Linked DNA regions of Drosophila melanogaster: all the other regions are linked to region 3. Evidence: chromatin contacts called from public Hi-C and HiChIP or PLAC-seq data. All regions are on one chromosome and are shown on one strand. The core of a region is the stretch at or near the end of the contact, and the rest is flanking DNA. Distances in the headings are between cores, read along the strand shown. Region 1 holds the start of AOX1 (Aldehyde oxidase 1). Region 2 holds the start of obe (obelus). Region 3 holds the start of cv-d (crossveinless d).

Evidence for each region. Hi-C and Micro-C count contacts between places; a contact is called where the count stands out from the background. HiChIP or PLAC-seq counts read pairs in DNA pulled down with a chosen protein or histone mark.
Region 1: a contact with region 3 is called in a Psq HiChIP or PLAC-seq map of the Kc167 cell line, with 2.9 times the contacts expected there. The contact joins the promoter of AOX1 here to the promoter of cv-d in region 3. A contact is called at or near these places in 5 of 107 Hi-C or Micro-C datasets (the D17-c3 cell line, the Kc167 cell line, the S2 cell line and 2 more) and 1 of 6 datasets of contacts at active chromatin or transcription factors (the Kc167 cell line).
Region 2: a Hi-C map of the Kc167 cell line shows a contact between it and region 3, with 3 times the contacts expected there. The contact joins the promoter of obe here to the promoter of cv-d in region 3. A contact is called at or near these places in 5 of 107 Hi-C or Micro-C datasets (the D17-c3 cell line, the Kc167 cell line, the S2 cell line and 1 more) and 3 of 6 datasets of contacts at active chromatin or transcription factors (all in the Kc167 cell line).

The regions. Positions count from the first base shown.
Region 1 is chr3R:15,535,861-15,538,560 of dm6, reverse strand. It overlaps AOX1 (Aldehyde oxidase 1), which reads left to right and starts at 1,269. Exons shown (of 6, transcript NM_142218.2): 1 at 1,269-1,525; 2 at 2,005-2,700. The coding sequence starts at 1,486. It overlaps AOX2 (Aldehyde oxidase 2), which reads left to right. Exons shown (of 6, transcript NM_169665.3): 6 at 1-848. The coding sequence ends at 718.
Region 2 is chr3R:15,484,628-15,487,327 of dm6, reverse strand. obe (obelus) reads right to left here and starts at 1,278. Exons shown (of 6, transcript NM_142215.3): 1 at 1,055-1,278; 2 at 1-1,000. The coding sequence starts at 1,185. Trissin (trissin) reads left to right here and starts at 1,932. Exons shown (of 3, transcript NM_142214.2): 1 at 1,932-2,043; 2 at 2,106-2,199; 3 at 2,254-2,598. The coding sequence starts at 1,992. The coding sequence ends at 2,434. Rh6 (Rhodopsin 6) reads right to left here. Exons shown (of 3, transcript NM_079644.3): 3 at 2,629-2,700.
Region 3 is chr3R:15,852,172-15,854,871 of dm6, reverse strand. It overlaps cv-d (crossveinless d), which reads left to right and starts at 1,291. Exons shown (of 15, transcript NM_169676.2): 1 at 1,291-1,594; 2 at 1,945-2,144. The coding sequence starts at 1,564. Hmt-1 (Heavy metal tolerance factor 1) reads left to right here. Exons shown (of 6, transcript NM_142246.3): 6 at 1-1,004. The coding sequence ends at 776.

The sequences.
Region 1 (2,700 bases), core at 20-2,519, 320 kb after region 3:
AAACGGAGCCAACTCCATGCTGACGGCCAACTCGATGACCAGCGAGATGATCGGATTGGCAGTGAGAAAAGCCTGCGACACTCTAAACAAGCGACTGGCTCCGGTGAAGGAAAGACTCGGACCTCGGGCCTCCTGGGTGCAGGTGCTCCAAGCGGCCTTTTTGCAGTCCGTGTTTCTCATCGCCACGGAATCTTACCGGTTGGGGGATATCCCCAACTACAACATCTTCGGGTTGAGTCTCACCGAACTGGAACTGGACATTCTGACGGGCAACCATCTGATCCGCCGGGTTGACATCCTAGAGGATGCCGGGGAAAGCCTGAGTCCACATATAGATGTGGGTCAAGTGGAGGGCGCTTTTGTCATGGGTTTGGGATACTATCTCACCGAGCAGCTGGTTTACGATCGTCAGACAGGTCAGATTCTGACAAACCGCACCTGGAACTACCACCCACCAGGCGCCAAGGATATCCCGATAGACTTTCGCATCGAGTTGCTCCAGAAGAGTCCCAACCCCGTGGGCTTTATGCGATCCAAGGCCACGGGTGAGCCTGCTCTGTGTCTGGCTGTCGGAGCTCTGTTCGCCATGCAACACGCCATCCAGTCGGCCAGGAACGATGCGGGTCTTCCGAGGGAGTGGGTTCGCTTGGGGGCACCAACGACGCCGGAAACGGTCGTCCTTAACTCCGGAAGCCAGGTGGAAGCATTCGCCTTGTAATGAAATGAAGTTCTGGCTTAGATTTGGGTATTTTTCGATATTTCATTTGGTGTACTGCTTCGATCTTTTGATTTCTTTATCTGTATTATGTAATTTATCTTACTAAATAAATATAGAATCGTGTGGAAATCGTTTGAAGTTTTGAAGAATCGTTCTCCTGTTATATAATTCCTAATAGAATTGTATACATATGTACATATATGTTTTGAAGAAATCTTTCGCTCATAAGGCACCACTCTGTTTATAGGACTAGTTCCCCTTATTCCGAACATAATCTCGCCGTTTTGTTTAGAAATATGAGCAAAACAAAAACGTCGAAACAAGCCGTTTACTGATAAAGCTTTCAGTTCCAAAACCGAGGGAGAGTATTTGAAACCGGCAGACGATAACGTTTCAGAGTGCTACGATGATCTAATGCTGAATTGTGAGCGCAGTATATGGAACATGGTAGTTAAGAGCGGGGAGCAGGTGAACTTGAACTTGGAGAGGCGGGAGTCTCTTTCGAGGGCCGGAGAACCACTATATATATGGGGCTACGGAAGGCCCATACCCTCAGTCGCTCGCAGTTCGGCGTGGAATCAAACGAGGCTGACAAGTGGACTCATTGCCACATATTGTGAAATAACATAGTTTCCAGAACCCACTATAACCATCCAAATAATTCTGAACACCCGCGTCAATTGAAGGCGAGAAAGGCTGCAATTAATTTCACAACGATTCCCGGACGGCTTTTAAGTGATTCAAGGGACTTATATAATTCACAGATAATGGCTGGAAGAATTACAATCAACGGCACCAGCCACGAAGGTGTGTATGCATGTGTGGGCAGTTAATTGCCTATGGATTGATGGGGGCTGGCATCTACAAGATTGCCGAGACAACGAACTGGAACACCAGGGTCGAGAAATTCGACTACTAAATACCTGCTAGTTAGATGAGAGTTGCGACGACCTTGTGAAAAGCTTGGTGAATTACTTCTGAGTAAAACATGGCTAGACTCGTTTCCAAAACAGTTGTAACAATATTTTATAGGGTTCCATTTCATTTTGCTAATTTATTTTCATTAGCCCATCAGAGCACTTCTACAAACTGAGAGGTACTGAATATCAATTACAAGCATTTTCTTCTAAAATATTTAAATAATAGCTCAGCAGCAATCGTTAGCTCATAAGAAGCAGATATCGCAAACAATTGTTCTTTGACATGTTGTGAGGAATTAGGCTACTCGATAAGATAACACCCGGATTGTGTAGACACTTATGCCTCCGTTTGCTTGTGCCCCCTAGTCAACCTGTCTGCCCTGCCGGCGGATATCTCGCTGAACACTTTCATCCGAGAGTATGCCGGATTAACGGGCACGAAGTTCATGTGCCAGGAGGGCGGATGCGGCGTCTGCGTCTGCACCCTGACTGGGATTCATCCGGAGACCGGAGAGCTGCGCACCTGGGCGGTCAACTCGTGCCTCACGCTGCTGAATACGTGCTTGGGCCTGGAGGTGACCACTTCGGAGGGATTGGGCAACAAGCGGGTCGGCTACCATGCCATCCAGCAGCGACTGGCCAAGATGAACGGCACCCAGTGCGGCTACTGCTCGCCGGGAATCGTGATGAACATGTACGGCCTGCTGAAGTCCAAGGGCGGCAAGGTCACAATGGAGGAGGTGGAGAACTCCTTTGGAGGCAACATCTGTCGCTGCACTGGCTATCGTCCCATTCTTGACGCCATGAAATCCTTTGCCGTGGACAGCAACATCCAGGTACCAGCTGAGTGCATTGACATTGAAGACCTGAGCACCAAAAAGTGTCCCAAGACCGGCCAAACCTGCTCCGGCAGCTGCAAGAAGCAGCAGCCCAAGGGCAGCCAACTGTATCCGGATGGCAGCCGCTGGAGTTGGCCAGTGAGTCTGGGTGACCTCTTTGCCGCTCTGCAGGGAGCAGTCAAAGAGAAGCTGCCCTACATGCTGGTGGCTGGAAATACGGCCC
Region 2 (2,700 bases), core at 29-2,528, 370 kb after region 3:
GTGCTGCATGCGCAATTGTTGAACGGAAACGGCAACCGCACAATTCGGATCATCCTCGGCCTCTTCGTCCTTAATGCTTCGCATAATGCGTTGCAGTTTCTTCTCCTCCCGCCGCTGCATTTTGCTCAGCTGCTTCTCCTGGGCCGACTGAACTACGACGGCGCTGGCGACGGTGGGACGCCGCTCTGCAGCTCCACCACTGGCAGCCGCCTCCATGCGCTTCTGTTTCACCTCCATGACGCGGCGGGATCGTGTGGCGAACTGATCTAATTGGCGAGCGATCTTGTCCCGTTCCATGAGCAGTTTTTCTACTAATTCAAAGTAATCAAATCCTAGGATTTCCATAAGTTCATTTTGCAACACCTCGCTGCTGCGCTGGGAACCGAGAATGTCGCCGACGCGAATTATTAGGTGCTCGTCGTCCAGCTTTGCGGAGATTTCAAGCAGAGTCTGCAGTTCTGGACTCAACTTGGCGGCTTCCGAGCTCGTGGACGCCACTGGGGCGGCCTTGGTTGTGTGCTTCATAGAGAACTTGTTGACAGTTCGGTTTTTGAGTAGCGCATCCGGCGCTAGATCAGTCAGCAGGCTGATGTCCATCCACTCGGAGGGCGTGCACTTGACATGTATATGGGCGCCCCATAGTGGACCCACTCCAGGCACCTTGTGATGCGTCTGTCGCCACCGCTTGAGCGCGGATCTTTCGTGATCCTCCAGCAGATCGCCGATGGCCTGGACGCAGTCGTGAATTTGGGTCTTCTTGCGATCGAAAGTCTGTCCGAACATGCCGTGTAGCCGCTGTGTGGTGGCCACCAGGAGCACCCGCTGATCCAGCAGCAGCCAGAAGAGGAAGAGCGCCGCGTGCTCCACCACCTGTGGCTGCTCCTCGTAGCCCATACACTCCTGCACCAGATTGCGCAGCTTCTGTAGCTGCACCTTAGCGGCCGGCTGCTTTTCGGTTGGCATCTGAGCCAGCAGCCGTGCGATGGTCTGCTCCTCCTTGCTGGAGAGGAGCGGAATTGAACGAAATTTCACAGGTGGTGAAATCGCTACTCACTTTTGGCTGTTCGTCGTCGTGGAAGCAGCAGAGGTGGTTCTCGCCTGCCGCAGGACGTTCAAGCGCCGGCTACGGGCCTCCAGCTCCGTCTTGGCGCGCAGAGATGCACTCAATCGTGGCGGCTCCCACATATTCAATAGATATTTATGACTAGAGCTGGAGTTAAGTTAATGTTTACGTTTATTCAATTCCCAAAGCGCAGAGTGGGCAGGCTTCTTCTTCCACCGAAAATACTGAAAAATACTAAAAGCGGTCACACTGATGAAGGAAACTTGCTGGTGTTGCCACACTTTGGAAAATATGTTGAATGTCGAATATCGTAAGTTTAAATTCAAATAGAAGACCGTTACAAATACGCCTGCGGCATTAAAATTAAGTGCAATGACTAAATACTTAAAAATTAGGATAAAATAAGAAAAATTATTACTCTGACTAGCGCACAAACTATGTAACAACACCCAATATCGTCCGTATTCATTCTAGGGAAATCAGTAGTCCTGCCACTGACTGTTGATGACTGTTGCTCACAATTTTAATATGCTTAACTTGCCACTTGCCAACTAGATTAAGAAGTTTTACAACCTGCGTCCAGCTGCTTTGATTTGCGGCTGCCAAACGACCCCCGCCCCAAACAACCCCAAAATAAACCCATAAACTTGTTGCGCAAGCTGCAATTGTCTGTGTGCTCTTACTTAATATGCGCTCCATGTTCACATGCCCACTGGAGTCCTCGTCCTGGCTATTCATCCGCCACACGCTTCATTGACCACTTTGAATGCCAGCATCTCAAAGTGGGCAACTGTCCTGCAGCCGATGAGTATATAAAGTCAGGAGCCGGCAACTCGGTCCTTTCATTTGCGCTTTCTCAGGGATACGAAACAGGACACCAAGCGAAGATCATATGAGTGGCACAGCATTCTGAGCAGACGGCCGACCAATGACTAAGACAACGATGCATTGGCTGGCTCACTTCCAGATCATCTTGCTATGTGAGTTTCAACTAAGAGCAATCATTGTTTAGGTTTTGTAACTAAATCTTTGGCTTATCAAGGCATTTGGTTGATGTGCCCCCCCAGTTCGCAGGCCATAAAATGCGACACTTGTGGCAAGGAGTGTGCCAGCGCATGTGGCACAAAGCACTTTCGGTAAGCTAACATATTCAAAGAGTTCGCCAAGTGATATACATTTTACTACTCCAGCACATGCTGCTTTAACTACCTTCGCAAGCGATCCGACCCCGATGCACTGCGTCAGAGCTCGAACAGGAGGCTCATCGACTTCATACTGCTGCAGGGGCGTGCCCTCTTCACCCAGGAGTTGCGAGAAAGGCGCCACAATGGCACATTGATGGACCTCGGCCTGAACACCTACTACCCCTAAGGATATCCCCAGATGAACCAACTTGGACTGACACCAAAACTGGCAACGACTTCGATTAACGAACTATGTGATCCAATGGCTATGGCAAATGGTTGAAATGCTTGAAATGTTACTTACCAATAAAGGCACAAACTTCTTTGGGGCACTGTGCTTGATTAAAGCACACTTGACTAGTTGATAAACTGGGTGGATTTGATTTTGTATCAATTGCTGTTATATTTTTACTATATTTTTTTTTTACATTTTTTTTACATTGCCATCTTTTT
Region 3 (2,700 bases), core at 42-2,541:
GACCCTCTGGAGCCGGTAAGAGCACCATCATGCGGCTGCTTTTCCGCTTTTACGATGTGCAGACTGGTGCTATCCTGATTGACGGACAAAACATCAAGCTTGTGCAGCAGCAGAGTCTGCGAAAGGCCATTGGAGTGGTGCCCCAGGATACGGTTCTCTTTAACAACACCATCTTCTACAACATTGAATATGCCAAGTTGGGCGCTTCGGACGAAGCTGTCTATGAGGCTGCTCGCGCCGCCGACATTCACGAAAGGATTCTCGGCTTTCCGGAGAAATATGAGACAAAGGTGGGCGAACGAGGTCTGCGGCTCAGTGGAGGTGAAAAGCAACGCGTAGCCATCGCCAGAACGCTTCTTAAGGCGCCCATTATTGTGCTCCTGGATGAAGCCACCTCAGCTTTGGACACCCACACAGAACGCAATATTCAGGCTGCTTTGGCCAGGGTGTGCGCAAATCGTACCACCATCATTGTTGCCCATCGTCTTTCCACCATCATCCATGCGGACGAGATTCTGGTCCTGCAGCAGGGAAGCATAGCGGAGCGTGGGCGACACGAAGAGCTTGTGCTGCGCGAAGATGGCATCTACGCGGACATGTGGCAACAGCAACTCAAGAATCTAGATGCAGAACAGAGTGGTGGTTCTGATAACGGAGACGCTAGTGCAGAATCGGGATCGGAGAAACGCAGGGCAGGAGGAGCAGGAGGACCAAGTGGTACTGGAACGGGTGGTGCCCACTTCAGGGCAGGACATGCTCATGGGGGAGCACGCTAGCCTTAAGTGACATACAGAGTAGTTTCTGATATTCCTGATTCCATGTGATTTGTGGTGTATTGTTATACGTATGAGAGCAGCTCGTCAAAGTCTTAGTTCGTCTATAAGTAACCTTATATGCTACTCTTATACTAATAAATAACGTAGATTTTTATAGACAATCCGCGAGATTTAATATAATTTAAATGTGTCTGGTACCAAATAAATAGCGCAATATTGTGTATTTCTAGTCCTTATTAAATTATTAAGTCTTGAAGGGATACGAAATTGTCCTTGGGAATATTGTAAGATAATGTTATGCAAGATATCTTAAAATCCTCTAAACAGAATGTATCAGATTTGAGAATCCGTTTTCTGGTCCGTAAGACGTTGTTCCAGTGGACGCGGCAAAAATCTATTTATAGGACATTTCCCAAGAGATCGTAAGAGAGCCCAGCTGCCAAGCTGCTCTTCGCAGCATGATTCTTATCAACGAAACCTCCAGCAAGGCCAACCATCCGGCTGTTATGTCCGCTCAGTTTGAGCTTGGATCGCGAACAGAGCGGACGTGTCGAGCTGTGATCCGGGAATTAGACGCGTTGGCGATAAAGGAGGAAAAGCGTCGGCTTCTTTGAAAAATCTGATAATATACAGTCGCGTTGATATATATATTATATATAATATATATACATATATTCACTGATACTACATTGAGAAATCTGTGCGCGAAGTGAAAAGCGTCGGAAGATCTGTGGAAAAGCGAGTGCCACGACCTCGGAAGGAAGTAGCTAGTAGCAAGTAGCAGGCCATGAGGCTACTCAAGTGTTCCGTGTTTGTGTGTACGTGAGAGTAACCTAGTTGATAATCCCAACTGTATCAGAAACTAATAAAAGAATATGACGTAATTATTCATTGACGAGGCGCGCATCAAAAAGAAACCTAGAAGCAACATTGATTAAAGCGTTTTGCGATCATTCAAATATGTTTATATATATTATATATACACATGCACATTTAGTATATATCTATATATATATATATATAAGAAATTCAATTGATAATTGAAGAGTTTATTGCCCGTCCGCGCGAATGCGACATAGATGGCGGGAGGGATGGATGAACACGAGCGGATGGGAGGAGCATCCATCGAATTGAAGTTCAATTTCCCATTTATCTATTTATCCGGCAGATCTGTTCCTGATCTTCGATGCCGGCCATGCCTTCAGCATCATTGGCCTCAACAAACAGATGCTCTACGAGTACGAGGGCAATGTCCTGGTGGGTGCAAAGCCCCAGGACGAGGGCCACCAGGCGCCACCCACCACCGGATGGATTGTGCGGGGCAAGCTGACGCTCCAGCGGCAAAGCGAGCTGGTCTTGGCTGCGGCGGTAAGTTGTCTAGGATCAGTTCCAGTTTCGGAGATGTTTCAGTTGATCTCCGGCAAGCGTTTCTCAATATTATTTTTGTTTATACAAATCGATCCATACTAGTATTTACTCATACTTCTTGTATGTAGAAGAATGTGTATATCAATTGGAAATCGGTGAAAAATCAAATCAATTTATTGATTTCATTATCAATTTATACGATCCAATCGGCGCATTCTATAGCCCCCATTCCCATATTCCACTTCCCATTCCCCATCACCATCTGCAGCGCGACTTCTTGTCAGCCTCCGCAGACGAAGAAGAATTCGCAGATGAATTAAAGACAATTTAACCATTCACTGAGCGGTAGCGACTCTGGAAAAGATCGGAGCGGATTCGCCACAATAAACTGAACTCGGTTGTGAACTTCTTTCATTGAGCCCCCACAGATAATGCCATTCCCTTTTGTTAATCAGCTCTGATTGTTTTGACTGAGAGTGACTCTCTAGGAGTAGAGAGTCCCTCGCTTATCAGTGATCAGGCATCTGGACCTGCGCCTGGGCATGGTATGGTGCAT